Regions from separate parts of the Mus musculus genome. Here region 2 is linked to region 1. Evidence: chromatin contacts called from public promoter capture Hi-C data. All regions are on one chromosome and are shown on one strand. Each heading gives the region's core, a stretch centred on a gene start, on an enhancer-like site or on the middle of the called end of the contact. The rest is flanking DNA. Distances are from core to core; before and after follow the strand shown. Region 1 holds the start of Specc1 (sperm antigen with calponin homology and coiled-coil domains 1). Region 2 holds the start of Elac2 (elaC ribonuclease Z 2).

Region 1 (2,700 bases), core at 46-2,545:
AAAACTGCTTTCTTTGGCCAAGTGTGGTGGCTCACTCCTGAAATTCCCAATGGAAGGAGGAGGGTCCAGCCTGGGCCACATAGCACTTCCAGGCCAGCCAGAACTACCTAGGGAGACACTATCTGGAACACAAACTAAAGGACTGCGAATGTGGTGGCTCGTCAGAGATAGTTAGCAAGACCCTGTCTCAAAATAATCAATAAGCAAACTTGATGGCTTTGAGTTAATCATGCAAAGCTATTTTCCTTAGACTAAGGTATTAGGATTGACAACCCTCGGTCTCCACCCTCCAACTCCGTCTTAAACGTTGAAATAACATCGTGTTTGAAACTGGATAACCAAATCGTATGAAACCAAAAACTGATCAAAAGGGTTCGGTCGTGACTTCACTCAAAAACACTTTATCTCTCGCCTCCAGCCACCGCAGTTACTAATGGATACCCATGTCAACCAGTTCGACATAATTCATCCGATAGAGGGCAAGGAAGAGCACCTTCAATGGGATTTTTTTTTCCCCCAAAGCGTATACTGCTTATTATATAAACTTGCGCGCTGGCGTATTGGAGCTCCCACAAAATCAAACTAAGATATTCAGAGTCAAACTTGTTTTTTTGTTTTTTGGTTGTTGTTGTTTTTTTTAAGCACATAAAACTAATTTTGTTCCAAGGGCATTAAGGAAAAGAGATCGGCACTGTTGCGCTCACGCTAGCCTGCGCACCGCGGGGACACGCACCAGCATCCGCACAGTTCCCCGCGCTCCTAGGCGTCCTGGAAACCCTCAGCCCAAGCTCTAGGCGACCACCTGGGCAGGACAGGGATGCAGCGGCTTTGTGGACAAACACTCAGCGGCACTCCAGTCCCGCCGAAGCGCACGCACCTGTCCCGGGGGCTGGGGCTCCCCAGGGCCACAGCCGGCCGAGCCACCTGGTCCCCGTGCCAGGCTGCTGCGCCAAACCCGCGGCCGGAGGGGAGGGCCGGCCACCTGCGGTCCCCACCTGCAGCGCGGTCCCTGCGCTGCCCGCCGCCTGGGTATCCAGGACCGCAGCGCGTCTTTCCAGAAGGGCACCCCACGTCCCCGAGCCAGGACTCCTGCACCCCGTCTTGTTCGCCAGACTTGAGAAAAGGCAGCTGAGAAACAGAGGACCGAGCATCCCGTACCCCAACTCACCTGCCGTGGTTCTCTCGCACCGGACTCCCGCGCCGCTGCAGCCCGCAGCTACCGCGGCTTTCCTAGCTCACGGATGCTCTGGGGAAGGTCCTGGCGATCCCGCTGGCGCCTTCCCGATGGCCACGTCCAGGGGGCGCCCGCGCGCCAGTGCGGGGCTTTCTGGGAGATGTAGTCCAGACCCTCCGTTCTCATCTAGCGGTTTCTTTCCGGAAGTTTTCCTTGTGTTCTCATCGACTCAACCTCCATTGATGGGTAGTCGTTGATGGAGCATCTCACTGGGGAAGAAAGAGGGTCCCCCTCGGCACTTTAGACTATTGTTTTTTTATGGGGGGGGGGGGGGGGTCAAGATAGGGTTTCTCCATGTAGTTCTGTCTGTCCTGTCCTGGAACTCACTTTATAGACCAGGTTAGCCTGGAATTCAGAGAGATACACCTGCTTCTGCCTTCTGAGTTCTGGGATTAAAGGCCCACCACCACCCGGTCTCTCTCTCTCTCTCTCTCTCTCTCTCTCTCTCTCTCTCTCTCTCTCCCTCCCTCCCTCCGTCCCTCCCTCCATTCCTCCCTCTCTCTCTCCTTGTCCACTCTCCTCTCTCCTTCTCTCCTTTCCTCTCTTCCTCCTCCCTCTTCCCCCTACCCACCGATACAGGGTTTCTCAGTGTAGCCCTGGCTGTCCTGGAACTCTCTCTGCAGACCAAGCTGGCCTCGAACTCACAGGGATCCTCCTGCCTCTGCCTCCCAAGTGCTGGGATTAAAAGCAAGTGTCACCATTGCCTGGCCTTCCTCCCTCACTGTTCCATGTGTGTCCAGGTGTACAAACTATGTACTTGATGACCTTCCACGAGGATCGGAAGACCCGTCTTAGATCAAGGGTATTCAAGTAGCTGAGGTAGAGTCTCCAAACAAGCTCTCAGTCCATTGTTCTTAAAGTGAGGATTTCAGACCAATGCCCTCAACATTGTACGGGAGCTTGCTTAAAGTACAAGAATCTACACCCTACAGAGAATATTAGGTTTTGGTTTGGGTCATCTTTTGTGGTGCTGGGGATGAAAACCAGAGCCCCATATGTGCTAAATAAGGGTCCACCAGGGAGCTACACTCATGCACTATTTAGTTTTACTAGATTCAAAAGAGAAAAACACCCTCTGTAAAGGTGGGATCCAGAAATTTGTACTTTTACATATAAATTCTTGACATAATTTTGAAATAGATTCAAGTTTGAGAACTTGTCTAGGTTTCCCTTGTTCCCCTCAAATAACTCCATGACTCATTTGACATTGATTATCTACACACACACACACACACACACACACACACACACACACACACGCTTCTGTGGATACACTGCAGGGACCGTTTATGTTCCAGCTTAGACCTCTCCCTCACTTTAGCCCTCATTCCCCAACATCTCTAGGACACCTCTGAGGCCCTGGAATTGAACAAGGTCAAGACCGAGTTCAGGGTTGTCCTTTCTCTCAGCCTGGTTCTCCCTCCCCTGGGGGTGAACGCTTTGTCCAGAGACTAAAGAACATGTTC
Region 2 (2,700 bases), core at 96-2,595, 3.0 Mb before region 1:
TGTTAGCATTGATCTAACCATGCATCAGAGCAGGGTCTGCTATGCAAGGGGGAGGAGGGCACAGTCCACTACCTCATTCTCTCCTCTGCCCATACTACTATGCTTTCAAAATCTGGCAGCCACACAGTCTGGATGACAGTATGTGTCTGAATCCAGCTGCAGAGTCTGATCAGCACCCACCACAGCACTCTGTTGTTAAATCTGTGGTCCAGGTGGAGGTTGTAACCATATCAAGGCCTACTTTTCCGAGTCTAGGTTTTCACACCCCCTACTCAAGCTGACTAAGCTAGTGTACCAGGAATTCTATCTCCCCTGGGCTAGGAAGATGAACAAATGAGCTGCAAGCCATGTTAAGCCCCCAGAAACTTCCCACCGGCCCCTGACCTCCAAACACATACTCACCACACAACCCCCCAACATTTGACCAATGCATCCGAGTCAGAAAGATGTTGTCCAAGCGAGCGACTTTCAGTCTAAGAAAAAAACATACATTTCAGCCAGATGAAACAAAGACGACCAGAGACCGTGTCTGCTGAGAAGTCTCATCTGCCTCTCACCTCAGCTTTCAAGCCCATAATCATCTCCACCCCAGAAGCCAGGAGTTGACTCACTTGTGTTCCTGCATAAGTCGTTGGACGCCTTCTCCGCAGTTAAAAAGGTACCTACAGGAGGAACATTACTGTACTTACAAGTATACTCTGTAAAATGCTTTACTGTAGATACAGCGACATAAATGACAGGGTTCTCATACTGCCTAGTAGGTTTTGAGCCCTCTTTGGTTAGTGACGGAAGAGTGTAGTTTGGTATAGATCAATGGGGAGTGATGTCTTTCCCCATCGACTTATGAAACCGGTCTAGCCCACACACTCACGGTGAGGCCCCCGCTTTGGGATGGTGATGGTGAGAGTCGGGGCACGGGAAGTTTTGCCCGGATACCTGAAAGCCATGCTGACTAAGGGAGGTAAGGGATATATACAGGATTGGACAGGAGGCCTCCCGAGCACGTGGCGCTGGGGCCAATCCCCCAGGGCTGTCGGCCCACTCTGACCTGTTGTATTCCGAGAAGACATAGAGAGCAGCCCCCGCGTCCCGGCCGCCCGCCGCCACCACCTGCAGGTACACGGTGTTCGGGCCCCCGGGACCCGGGCCGCGCTTCTCCCGCGTACGCAGGTGTCGCAGTGGGTCTTTGGATGGCCGCGGCCGACGAGCCGAACCCTGCGACATGGTGCGCAGGCCAAGGGGACGCAACAGTGAGCGGAGCGCCCACATGCACCCGACCACACCAGGCTGACAAGGCAGCCAGACCCCTCACGCCGCCACAAGCACCGCCCCTCCACCGCATGGCGGAACTGACCAATCAGCGCGCCGCCGCGCTAGCTGCCCGCCCATCCAAAGCTCCGCATCCAATCGTAACGAGCCTTGGAGCTCGGAGTCTGTCAATCAAGGTGGACGTAGAGTAAGCGAAAGCTAGAGCGTCGCCGGAGGCCCCGCCCCCCTCACCGGTTCCGGCTTTCCCTGTTGACGTTTTCCGGTTACTGTCACTTGGCGGAAGCGGGACTTCTGAGAGTGCAAGTACTCGAAAGGCATTACTGGGAAAGGACTGAGTCTTTTTCAGGTTCATCGTCTTCTGTCAGGAGCTCTGCCCTTCGACAAAAGTATTCCAAGTTTGCATTGTTCTTGCTTATGATGATGGTGACGATCTCATGGGAGATAGATCTGGCTAATTTGATTTCCACCATAAGAACACATTTCAGATGATATTCTTTGTTTTGGCGTGAGAATAGAGATGAAAAGACTAAGTAAACTTCGTAGTGTTGCGTCTTATTGCTGTTATGAGCCGGTCCTCTCTGCCTTGCATTCCTTACTTCAAGACGGAAATAGTTTAACAGTGCTTATCTTTGGGAGATATTTAGAATTAACATGGCTGTGGGGACCTCGAAAGTCGACTTAGGACACCCCAAGACCAAGTTCTCAGAACAAAGGAGATTTATTTTCCCCAGAGAGACAAAAGGCAGTGAATAAGAGACAAAGAAAGAAGATAGAGACTAGGACGAAGAGAAAAGGGTCAAGAGAGAGGAGAGAGGAGTATTTGCACCCGAAACACGAAGGGCTGCCTCTGGATAGGGAGGAGACCGACCCATAGGCAAATAACAGTTCATAAAGGTTAAAAAAAAAATCCGATGTTAGGATAAGTTGGTTTGTTTTGATTGTGTATATTAATTACATAAGCCAAAGGGGGCTTTTCAAGGGGCTGGACTTCAGTGCTTTGTTAGCTGGACCTTAGTGGTCAGCCTCAAGAGGAGAAAATGGTCAAATAAGGGAATAGACCTTGGTGTCTAGCTTTATGGATGTAATCTAATGATTTTTAGCAAGATGGAGGGTATGGCGGTGAAGCCAAGGCCTGCCAGAGTCGTATTTGGCATGCTTGGTTGGCTAAAGGCCCTTTGATGGTCGGTGCTTTGAGTGGCACTAAAGAGATACGCAGAATAAATAATAGAAATTTATGGAGAAGAAAATGTTGCCACCTGCAGGAAATGTATTTAAACAAGTATTCAGGGAGACTGTCAGATGTCTGAGGCTGGACTGTCAGGTGGCTCTGAGGCTGGAGCTGGACAATCAAGATAGTGAGTTGGAGGTGAACCTGGGGCTACATGAGACCCTTTCCCAACTTGGGTGGATGGGCAGGAAGACACACACACT

What was found. Promoter capture Hi-C pulls out the DNA fragments that hold promoters and counts their contacts.
Region 2: a promoter capture Hi-C map of pre-B cells shows a contact between it and region 1. The contact joins the promoter of Elac2 here to the promoter of Specc1 in region 1.

What each region holds. Positions count from the first base shown.
Region 1 is chr11:61,955,358-61,958,057 of GRCm38.p6, reverse strand. Specc1 (sperm antigen with calponin homology and coiled-coil domains 1) reads right to left here and starts at 1,295. Exons shown (of 15, transcript NM_001281818.1): 1 at 1,169-1,295.
Region 2 is chr11:64,977,680-64,980,379 of GRCm38.p6, reverse strand. Elac2 (elaC ribonuclease Z 2) reads right to left here and starts at 1,345. Exons shown (of 24, transcript NM_001362983.1): 1 at 1,049-1,345; 2 at 612-662; 3 at 403-473. The coding sequence starts at 1,269.